2 separate regions of the Mus musculus genome follow, and region 1 is linked to region 2. The links are chromatin contacts, called in public HiChIP or PLAC-seq maps. All regions are on one chromosome and are shown on one strand. The core of a region is the stretch at or near the end of the contact, and the rest is flanking DNA. Distances in the headings are between cores, read along the strand shown. Region 1 overlaps Dis3l2 (DIS3 like 3'-5' exoribonuclease 2). Region 2 has its middle 7.5 kb from the start of Gm32700.

The links. HiChIP or PLAC-seq counts read pairs in DNA pulled down with a chosen protein or histone mark.
Region 1: an H3K4me3 HiChIP or PLAC-seq map of craniofacial prominence shows a contact between it and region 2, with 4 times the contacts expected there. The contact joins two enhancer-like sites. A contact is called at or near these places in 3 of 15 datasets of contacts at CTCF or cohesin (the NIH/3T3 cell line and embryonic stem cells), 14 of 484 Hi-C or Micro-C datasets (the Ba/F3 cell line, the G1E-ER4 cell line, the HPC-7 cell line and 7 more), 10 of 115 datasets of contacts at active chromatin or transcription factors (T-cell acute lymphoblastic leukemia, astrocytes, cardiomyocytes and 7 more) and 1 of 9 other capture datasets (embryonic stem cells).

Annotation. Positions count from the first base shown.
Region 1 is chr1:87,032,638-87,038,468 of GRCm38.p6, reverse strand. The region is part of intron 14 of Dis3l2 (DIS3 like 3'-5' exoribonuclease 2); the gene reads right to left. Among named protein-coding and RNA genes, the nearest start is that of Gm28375, 32 kb to the left of the region's middle. Within about 2 kb of position 2,743, at least 179 of the 459 cell types and tissues checked have an H3K27ac peak or open chromatin away from gene starts, as enhancers often do. A contact at or near this core is called in craniofacial prominence and differentiating embryonic stem cells, where this site is marked.
Region 2 is chr1:86,446,167-86,451,961 of GRCm38.p6, reverse strand. No RefSeq gene overlaps it. Among named protein-coding and RNA genes, the nearest start is that of Gm32700, 7.5 kb to the right of the region's middle. Within about 2 kb of position 1,806, at least 21 of the 459 cell types and tissues checked have an H3K27ac peak or open chromatin away from gene starts, as enhancers often do. A contact at or near this core is called in craniofacial prominence and differentiating embryonic stem cells, where this site is marked.

The DNA.
Region 1 (5,831 bases), core at 1,494-3,993, 590 kb before region 2:
ACCAGAAATGAAACACAAAGCTCGAGGTGGAAAGGCAAGGAATTGAGGGTACAGGCTTGGACCCCACTCAGGAGCTGGAAGGCTACTGAGCAAGAAAGATGTTTCAAATAAGTATGTGGGAATAGTTGGGGCTGGGGGACAGAGTAGGACCGGATGAGGGATGAGACAATTAAGGGAGGGCTTGAGCGAGCCAGGTGACGAAGGCGTGTGCACTGGCCCCCAGGAGGCCAGAACAGAGAAGGTAGAGGTGGTAGAATAAGGCAGAGGGACATGGAGGAGCTGTAGCAGGCTGCCCTGTGAGAAGTGCTGCAGAGGCAGAGGAAAGGGTAAGAAAAGGCCCCTGAGGCTGGCAAGTTGAGGCAAACCACCAGGGTGGTAGGGCTGGGGAATCTGGTTTAGAAAAACAGGGAAGGGGTGATAGGTCAAGTGCAGGCAATGCTCCATTGAGTTTTGGTGAGTCAGTGACAGAAGGAAGGAGCCAGGGCCTTATGACTAGTTTTAGACAAGTCGAAGGTATTCTAGGAGGCAAGGGCTCATGCCCTGAGAGAGCCCGCAGGAAGCCATCCAGCAGGCCCAGAGGAGGGGAAGGGAAGAGTCACTGGCTTATGTCTCATTGTAGAGCAGGTTAAGGAAGGGCCTTGTAGGTAGGTCTGCAACCTCTGTCCTGACCATGCTACCTATAGGAAGGCTGGTTCATAGCAGTCAATGCTGACACCATGCTGCAGCTGTCAAGAAGAGAGGACCCTTGCTCAGTCTATAGCTAGTCAGGGACAAAGAAGCTAGATGCTTCATTCTCTGGGCTCCTCATCTAGCATGATGCCACAGGGCTGATGGGTAACCCCAGAGCACCGTCCCTGGAACTGTCAAGCCCACTGGGCAGTGGAGAGAAGAGAAAGTACTATACCCACTAGGAACAGCTACCTCGCTGTGGCTCAAGGACAGGAACAGGTCCCAGGTGGCTGCTGTTTCTGCCCCTAGAACTCAGTTTCTGGACAACAGTGAGATGCTGGCACTAACTTTGGGTCTTGCCTCAGGTGGGGAGGTGGTGCTGAGGGCAGGCCCTGTCCAGACTCATGCTCCTCAGACTTTGCCTTCATATTTTCTACTCCTCTGTACCTGGTCTCTCAATACTGCCTGGCAAGGGAGGTGAGGTCTGTAGGATGTTCTACCCTCAGATCCATTTTACCTGCTAACCCAGAAGAGAAATTCATCTTGGGATGGGAAGTCAGTGGTCTGATCAGCCCTTTCATACCCTGAATACTTGCAAAGTGGCTTCTGAAGTTGATCTGGAGCTGAGCTGCTGAGATTGAAGCCTACTGGGCCAGAGGTGAGCATCTGCCTGGCTGTTGCTGAAACCTGAAACTCCATCCATCTTCAAAGACCAAAACCAAGTGTGAGACAGAAGAGCCTCTCTGCCCTTGGCCACTAGGGCACTTGTTAACTTTGTGGGAATCTCATGCTAATGGAATTAGGCCACTCACAGAGATTGTTCAATTAGTTCTTGGTGAAAACTGCTAACATGGAAATTTGATAAGAATTGCTCCCAGCTAGTTTCAAATTCATTTCTTCGGCAAACCAAATTTCCCCCACATGGGTACATCCTCACTGTTGGCTTAAGGAGCCCTTGGGCTCCCCAGTAGCTGTGAAGGCAGCTGCTGGGCTCTCACAGGAGTTGTGTGCTAGAGCATGACTCTCCTCTATAGCTGGGCAGCCCAAGGTGGGAAGACAGCAGCCACCCTCACAGGAGACCTGCTGCTCTCTCAGCAGCCCCAAATTGAGTGTAGTGTGGTGGAAAACTGCAAGGGAATGGGGCGTGATGGGAAGTCAGTGGTCTGATCAGTACTAAATTGAGGGATGCTGGGGGTGGGGAACTGTAGAGATCTTGTTGCAGTTCCCTCTGAGGCCAGGCCAGGGTGGGGCTGGTGGCTAGGGAGCTGGAAAGTAGAGGCCTGGGGGTGGGGAAGGGGAGTGCTGCTGCAGGCCAAGCTTCAGGGGAGTGGAAGGGGTGCCTGGGAGGAGAGGCAGCAGCAGACTGACAAGGCGCCCACCAGGGCTTGACCACAGGGCCACCCCACGTCACAGCTAGGGCCTTTCACTGACCCCTTTCCTCCTGGGCTCCCTGCAACCTGCTCAATATTTTGGACGTTCCCATGAAACCGCAGGGAAATGAATGGGGCCTAGTTCACAGGCATGGAAAACCCCAGAGGAGCAGGCCTCTGGAGCCAGACATAACAGGCCTTGTGGGTGAGGCCAGAGCCAGGTTTTCTAGTCTGTGGGACTGAATCTACTCCAGGCCTTTCTATAGGTTCAGCAGGCAGAGCCCTGCTGCAGTGAAGCATGTTTGAGCCATGTTTTTCTAGTTCAAAAGGAAGTCTCCAGAGGCTAGGCGTTCAAGTGCAGCCCTCTGGCCCTGCCAAAGGGAGGCCCAGTGGCTGTGGTAGGGAGGGGGAAGGGACTGCTTGCAGTCATTTGACAGCACTGAAAGCCCTTTGTCAGCATAAAGCTAGCCACGAAGCCTTGCTCTTCCCAAGGCTTAGCTCTGCACACAGAGGCACGGGGCAGGCCTGCACGTGGGCAACAGCTCTGGCCCCTAAGCAGAACCAGGCATTGTGCTGTGTAGCATTGCAGTGAAGGGTAATTGGGCCTTGTTGGCTCTTTTATGATGTGTACACACACACACACACACACACATGAGAGCCTTTCTCTAGTTCCACTGAAACTGGAACCACTGGTTAGAGGAGGTGTGGCCAAGGCACACAGAAGCACATTCCCTCTGGGAGCTGCTGCCTGCCTGCAACAGCTTTCTGGCCCTGCTCAGATCCTAGCCAAGGCCAGGGCTCCCTCTTACACCCAAGTAGAGGAGGCTGACCCTGAAGACCTATACCAAGAACAGAGCTTGGATAAACTCAGGGAAGCCAAAGTCACCTCTCACTTTGGGAGGGATCAACTTTAGTTTGAAAGCTAGAATTTGGGTATGAAGATGTTCTAGGGAGAAGGGTGTTTTAAACACACGGATCCTCTCATACACATACAACTGCAAGAGATAGCTCTAGAGGAGAGAGGAGAGGAGGAGCCAGGTCACCCGGGAGCTCAGGCTGCTCTGCTTTATTCAAAGTGTGCTTTGCTTGGGCTGCTGGGGGGGGCGGGGTGGGCCCCATTTTCCAAGGCCACCCTGGAGTGGTGAGGCCACTAATGGTGGGAAGAAAAGAGAGTGCAGCCAAGCTCTCTGTGTGCTTTGTCATTTAGCCCAATGAGTCCTTTCCCAGGAAAAAAACTGTAGGTCTTAATGTGCACAGTGGGAAACTGAGTCTCAGAGGCTATAGAAGACGACTAGAGCCAGAATGTGGCAGGGCCCAGATCTGGGTGGGGCACCACCAAGTCCTGCAGCTTTGGCTTCTCTAGGTTTTCTGGCCTTGGGTGGCTGTGTTAAGTGGGAAGGAGGTATAAGCTATTCTCTTTGGAGAACCCTGCTCTGGGATGGTACATGAAATCCAAATGCTGCTCCCTAAAGAACTCCAAGCCTTAGTTGGTCTAGACCCTCAAACTCTTTTTTTTTTTTTTTTTTTTTTTTTTGTATTGAATGTTACTTTGTCTTCTCCTTTACCAAGCAGGGTTGTGTATCAGCTTACCTATGCAGCCCACCTCAAGCTGGAGGTAGATTTGCATGGTGGAGCTGCTCCTGTGGGTCTGGGGGATGGCCTGTGTCCCAGCATTGTTTGGTTCCATCCAATCAAGAGGACACTGCAAGTACTGAGTGCCCCTTCTGAAGTAGGTGATCTCTGTCTGGGCAATACAAGACCAGGCCTGCAGAGGCTGTGGAAGGAACCTGAGTCCATCTCTAGGGAGGGATATTAGTGGAGGGAGCCCTGGCATGAGTGACTCAAGCTGCTTGCTCTGCCTCATTCCCCTTCCCACCATGCACACTGCACCTGCAACAGATCTAGAACCAAGCATGGCTTGATTTCTGTCTGCTGGTCTGAGGCTCTGGGGAAGACCAGAACAGATGGGAGGAGCAGACAGACTGCATCTGGCATAGGAACGTAGTCAGAGCTGTGTAAGTTGTCAAGCCCCTGGGTGAACTGCCCAGGGCCCTGTCCACAGGCTTCAGTCTTTGGAGGGTAAAAGGGAGATGATCCTTCTTACTTCTTCATCTTCTCCATGGCTTTGCTGACATTTACGATTGTATCTGAGTAAGCCATAGCCTGACCTTGCATGGGGGTGGAGTTTAAAATAAGCTTCCTAGAAAGACAAGCACTTGGGAAACCATTAGGGATCCACCATCCATAAGTTTTCACCAGAAGTCCAAGGTTCAGGAGAAGGGCATCCTGGAGCCAGACACTCTTAGGTTGGAGTGTGGCTTCTACTTGTATCCTTGCTTTGCTCCAAAGCCATCAGTCACGGACAAACCATGGTTGGATCAGCTCTTAGTGGTGCCCGTGTGAGCTTGCTCACTCCTGCTCTGCCTACTGCAGTCCTAGCTTGGGGCTCTACCTGACTACTTGTGATTTTTTTCCTGTTCTTCCTGTCCCTGCATTCTTTTGGGCCAGTCACAGCTGCTCAATGTCACTAACCTGGGGAGCTCAGACAGCTTACCTCCCAGTCCCTTGAACAGTGACTAGGACATAGGAAGCAGCCACTAAATACTTTTTAATATTATTATAATAATATACAATTCATTATGATGATGATGGTGGTGACAGTCTTAACCATACAGTCCAGATCTTCTGGAACTTGCTACACTACATAGCTCAGGTGAGCTTCAAGCCTATGGCAATGTTTCTGTTTTTGCCTCCCGAGTGTGGGTATTATAGGTGTGCACTTCCATGCTTTAAATACTTTTCATCAGAGATTATTTCTTTATTTACAAAGACCAGCAGCACCTTACAGTTCTGCACATGCTGTTTTTACCTCAAGACAACAGAGAATGAGTAAGATAAGACCTCTCGTGAGACTGACGCTTCCAGGTACAGCCTGGGTCCTGATCTGTGTCACTGAACCCACAGAAGCTAGCGGGAGTGAGAAGGTGACTCTGGGTACCTTAGTCCAGGACTCAGGAGGTGACAGAATCTCTGTTGGAAGTGAGGCCTCCCTCACAAAGCCTCCTCTGTAGTACTCAGGATGCTTAGCTGGGTCACTGCCATCCTTATTTTTCCTGGTTGGTAAGGCCTTACCAATGTGAGCTGGCTCTTCCCCTTCCTCTGCCCACTTTCCTCTGCAGACCCCAAGCCGTGGGAAGGAAGGTGTGGGGGGAATCTAGGCCTGAATGGTCTTGGGAATCCCAGAGACAAGTGGGATGCTGATGAACTGTTCAGGGACTAAATGAGCACACTAGAATCATTCTTTGCTGCTGTTTCACAGAAATACTGAGTGGAAGACAACACACATTTTTAAAGGGTGAAAATAGAGCTCTTCGGGGCTAGGCTAGGGTTTCCACAGCTTTCTCTCTGCCTATTCCTGCTGGACAACAGGCACACGAACTTGGCAGTCAGAGCCTGAGACAGCTTCTGCAGGCCTGATGGGACCTACTGAACTTGCCCTGATCCAATTTTTACTTGTCTGTAGACAGTTATTACTTAAACCCAAACAGGGTGAGCATAGTAACTAAGCCTCCTTTGTGGGTGACCTGATAAATGAATACTCTTGTCCAAGGGCAGCTGCTTTACTATAAACACGAAACCCAACAGATTAAGAAAAGCCTCTTCCCGCCTGGGCCGTTTCCTCTGTGCTAACACTTGTCTTATCACCCACTGGGATGCGGTCTGTTGAGTCTGGCAGAGCTCATTAGTTCTGTGACTTTGAAAATATTGACCCATGGTTTTATGAACTGGGTT
Region 2 (5,795 bases), core at 557-3,056:
TCCTCTCGTCTCCACCTCCCAAGGACTGGAGTTCGAGACTGCACTTCCCTCTTTGGCAGAGACTGGGTTTCTCTGTGTTGCCCTGGCTGTCCAGGAGCTTGGCTGGTCTCGAACTCAGAGATCACTCTGCCTCTGCCTCCCAAATGCTGGGTTATTACCAGCTGCCTTTAAGTTTTAAACTGAACTTGTATGAAGTCTTGTTTTCCTTCCCAGCAGAACATTTTAACTCTCATCCTGGTCAGACACAGGGACAAAGGCCAGTGACCCCAGCACTTGGGAAACTAGGCAGGTAGTTAACACATTTGAGGCCTGCTTGAGCTACATGGCAAGCCCCACAACCCTGCCCAGGAAAGAGGCCTCCAAGATCTGAAAGCAGAACACAGTTTCATCAGAATTCACTCCCATTAGGGACACGGCTCACTTAGTAGACAGAACATTTGCTTCCCATTCACAAATTCATGGGTTCAGTCCCCACTCTCAGAGGAGAATCAGGAATTCAAGACTCATCTTCAGCTACAGCTTTCAGATCAGCCTAGGCTTCATGAGGCCCTGTCTCAAAAAAGAGGGGGGGGGGTGTTGCCTGAAGAGAAGACTTAACAGTGAAGAGTGTTGGCTGCTCTTCCAGGGGACCCAAGTTTGGTTCCCAGCACACACTTTGGGCTGCATAGTATTTCTGTTAAACTCCAGTTCCTGGGTATCTAGTTCCCTTTTCTGGCCTCTTCAAGTACTGCAATCTTTCTAACACACACACCACCACCACCACCACCACCACCACCACCACCACCACCACCACCACCACCACCAGAGAATAAAAGATATATTTGAACCATAGTTTTCATTAGGCTCGTTCCTTCCTTTTATTTATTTTTAAGCTTCTATTGCATTTACCTCGCTCAGTTGGCCTAGGAACTACATTACATGGATGTGGATGGCTTTGCTCCCTAAGTCTTTCCTGTCTCTGCCTCCCAAGTGCTGGGATTCCAGGCATGTACCCCAGTATCAGTTCATTATGTTGTGTTATGTATTATAAGTGTGTGTGGGTGTTTTCTCTTTATGTATGTCTGTGCACCATTTGTGTACCTGGTGCCTGTGTAGCATCCTTCATGAGGAACAGGTGGGTTGGGCACCTACCTTGCCTTATACTTGACCTCAGCTTGACCTCTTTTCATGGAGAGGTCAGGGCAAGAGTGGTATCAGCAACGAGGTGCAGATGTCTTCTGTGTGTGTGTGTGTGTGTGTGTGTGCCTGTGTTTACTGGTCTGTGGCATCACAGTGGCCATAGGGTCTTACCTTCTAGCCACCTGGTGTGCTTCCCTCAACTCCATAGTCATTCAGCTCTGATGGGAGCAGTTGTGTTGATAAAGGGTCCCCTTAGGGGTTCTTAGTCCCATAAGATAATTTAAGCCTGGACTCATGGACACACAAGGACAATTTTATTAAACCTTAAAAGAAAACCCCCATGACAGGACAGCTGTGAGCACCAGTGGCTGCTGGAAGGAGGAGAATACAGAGAAGGGGAAGAGGCTGGCATGGAGGGCAGACACATGGTGGACATGTGGTCACTCGGCAGGGAGAGAGGTAAGGAAGAATAAAATACTGGGGAAGGGGCAACGTGTGGAAGCATGCTTAGGAAAGAGAGAGGGAGAAGAAAAAGAAAGGTTATACAGGCAGATGGAACCAACGTGGGTGTGGCCTGGATGCTTCTGCACAGGGGGTAGGACAGAAGGAAAAGTGCAGTGTCTCATTGAGGACTAATTATTCCACCTATCTCCAGCAGGGCTTGAGGTGAGCCTGCCTCCCTAGGGGGAGGCTCCCAGCTAAGCGATTGAACCAGCCCAACTGGAATGGTGGGTCTCCACTCAGGGCAGAGCTTCTATTTCTGTGACTAGGAGCTTTTTCTACTCTAACAATGCCAGGAAAACTGGCAAAACAACAGAAAAAAAACGGTCACCTGTGCTGAGGGGATGGAGGAGTGCGACTGCCTTATGGTTCCCGTGGGTTACTTTGTTGGCTGGGTTTTCTTTCTCTCTTTTCTTTTCCTTCCCTCTCTTTCTTTCTTTCTTTCTTTCTTTCTTTCTTTCTTTCCTTCCTTCCTTCCTTCCTTCCTTCCTTCCTTCCTTCCTTTCTACCTGTCTTTCTCTCTTTCTCTCTCTCTCCTCTTCCCTCCCTCCCTCCCTCCCTCCCTTCCTTCTTTCCTTCCTTTCTTTTTTTTTTCCAGAACAGGGTTTCTCTGTATACAAGCTGGTCTTGAATTCACAGAGATCTGCCTGCCAAGCCTCCCAAATGCTGGGATCAAAGGTGTGTTGTGCCACCACCAAAAGTTTTAACTTTCTTTATCATAATGATTTTTAAAGAGTTTTTGCAGGTCATGCTGGCACACACATTTACTCTTCTAACACTTGGGAGGCAGAGGCAAGTCCGGTCTACATTGGGACTTCAAGGCTAGCCAGAGCTACACCAAGATCCTGTACAGCACCCCCCCCCCCCAACAACAACAACAACAACAAAAGGACAGGTGGTAGTAGGGCATGTCTTTTAATCCCAGCACTCAGGAGGCAGAGGCAAACCAATTTCTGTGAGTTCGAGGCCAGTCTGGTCTACAGTGTGAGATCCAGGGCAGCCAGGGTACACAGAGAAATCCTGTCTTAAGAAAACAAAAAACAAACAAGCAAAGAGGACTGGAGAGATAGCCCAGTGGTTAGGAGTACTTTCTGCTCTTCCAGGGGACCAGGATTCAATTCCCAGCATCCACCTGGTGGCTCATTCCAGTCCCAGGTTATCCAACAGTGCTCAGACATACATGAAAGCCAGATACCCATAAAAATTAACTTAAGAAAAAGAATTTGAAAAGGGGGTTTAGGAGCTGGAGAGATGGCTCAGTGGTTAAGAGAGAGGTCCTGAGTTCAATTCCCAACAACTACGTGGTGGCTCTGTAATGGGATCTGATGCCCTCTTCTGGTATGTCTGAAGATGGCTACATAGTATGTATGTATGTTGTGTGTGTGTATATATATATATATATATATATATATATAATTTTTTTTTTTTAAGAATTTGAAGCCAGGCAGCCACCCAGCACTTGGGAGGCAGAAGCAGGCAGATTTCTGAGTTCGAGGCTAGCCTGGTCTACAGAGTGTGGTCCAGGACAGCCAGGGCTACACAGAGAAACCCTGTCTCAAAAAACAAAAACCAAGCCAAAAAAAAAAAAAAAAAAAAGAATTTGAAAAGAGATAAAGAGAGTTTGGGATGCGGCTCCGTGGCAGAATGTTTACCTAGCAAGCTTTAACATCCTAGGTTCAAAACCCAGCATGGAGGAAAAAAGAGTTTTCCCTTCCTTCTCTCCCCTCCCTCTCTCCCTCCTTCCTTTCCTTTCTTCTCTCCCTCCCTCCCTGGCATTCAGCATCATGAATCACTCCCCAGCTGCTAGAAGCCTGCAGAGGAGTGCATTAGCCCGTGAGCTGTGTCCTGTACTGAAGCCAGGGGCCCCAAGGAAATAGTGTAACCCAGTCGTCCTTCTAGAATGGCCTGCCAAGTCTCAGAGGATGAGTGAAACACCACCCTCGGCCTAGAGGTCAGATCAGAGCTGGGAGTCACCAAATCTCGAGGATTCAACAGAAAAGTGAGAGAATGAGGGTTTCACAGAATCTGGGACATTCTAGACTCTAGACAGGGGAAAGGGCAGTTGTATGCTCCCAACCTCCACTCCCCACATGTTCTGGGATATTTCTCTTCAACCTAAATGAGAAGGAAACATGGGTTCTGCCCAGAAGACCGGGAGAGCAAACTGGAGTGGAGGAACAAACACATATACAAGTTCCCTTGCCCTCGGGATGAGGCTCCCACCAGCCCCAGGGGAGAGACTGCAAGCTGAAGTAAACAAGTTCCAGAGAAGGAAGCAAAACTCCAGGCAGTCTTCCAGGAACCCTGTCAGACTTGAGAGGTGCCTGGAGGCCTTCTCCTCGCTGCCCAGATGCTGGGTGGGGGCTTTCCATTGGCGGATTTCAAGCGCCCTGGAAATTCTGAGTGGAGATAGCGGAGGCCCCAGGTGCAGAGCTGAGCCCGAGCAGAAAACCCTTCCGCGATGGAGCCAATGAGAATGCGCGGTGCAACCCTGGCCAAGTTCCAGGCTCCTCAGCTGGGGGCGCTGGGCAAGAGTTGTACCCCTTTCTTGGAAAAGGGGACTACCCAGAGAAATGAACACAGGGTTCACCGGGTTTGCCTATGATGGCCAGAAGTGGGGGCGGGGTGGGCTGTTTTCCATGGCAGTACTCCTTGAGGTCCTATTGGGTGGGACTATCAACAGTCACTGAACAGCCTATGTAATCAGCTCTAGATAGTGGGGGACAGCAGGGTTCAGGGTAATAAAGCCCAGTTGTATGTGCCCATAGGGCACTTGCTTTGTACCTTGTTGCAAAAGTCCTCCAAGGTTCAGATAAATCAGATGCTGAAATCTGTGATCACTGGCACAGGATTCCCCCCACCCCACCCCACCCCCAGTTCAGACATTTGACTGCAACATATAACGCTAGCCGACATTAACCATCACAGGCTGCTGAAGCTTCGGCTTAATCCCAGCACCCCATCCCCAAAGCCTCCGCTCAGGACAGGTAAGCCAAGTCAGCCGATGTCCTCTTTAGACGAGAATGTCAAGTTCAGGGGACATCACTAAATCAGATACCCCCACAACTTTGTGGCTTTTGCTCATATATATATATACATACATACATATATACATACATACATATAATATATATACATATACACACACATATATAATATATATATAAATACACACATATACACACACACACACACATATATATATATATATATAGTGTGTATGTGTAGGACTGGGGGGCTATGTTTTAAGTTTGTATATTTCCTAACACCTGCCTGAACTCACGGCAAGCATTCATTTCATAAACAGAGACCTTTGACGGCTGCTGTGGGTCCTGTTGAAAAATAAGGACAAGGAGGCCTGGTCTTGTGTGAAGAGGGTGGGTCCATATCTCTGGTGATGTCATCAGACTACTGGCCTCCAAGAAGCATGCTATTCTGTGTTGTCCGCATCTTACACCTAACAGGAGACCTGGCACTTAGTCAGTAGGCAGTAGGAACATAGTGGGAAATGACTAGCCTTATGATTGACAACTGGGAATTCAAAGACGAAGTGGTTGAACTCTCGTTCCAGGAGGAACCAGTGCCCTCTTGTGACCTCCACAGGTTCCAGGCATGCATATGGTACGGTACACATATGTACATGCAGGCAAAACACCCATATACATAAAATAAACATACCTATAAATAAATAGGAGAGGAAAGATCTGGGCTAGGTATTTTGCAAGGCTACAAAGTATGGCCAAGGCTGAGGTCCTAGCTAAAGATCCACTAGAGAGCTGGGTGGTAGCACCTGCCTTTAATCCCAGCACTGGAAGGTAGAGTAAAGGCAGGTGGATATCTACGAACCTGGTCTACAGCTAGTTCCTGGACAGTCAAGGCTACAAAAAGAAAACCTGTCTCGAAATAACAATAAAAGATCCTCTGGGGAAAGAAAAGTTTCTAATCTCAGGACTGTAGGCAGAATTTAGTACAGGCTTTTAGGCTTTTGTTTGCTTTCTTCCCCCCAAGCCCTGACCTCCTTTGGTTTGTTTGAGACAGGGTCTTTCTCCATAGCTCTGGCTTTTCTGGCACTCACTATGTAGAACAGGCTGGCTTTAAACACAGAAATCCATCTGCCTCTGCCTCCCGAGTGCTGGGATCAAGGGAGTGTCACCACGCCCAGCTCCTGTGAGCCA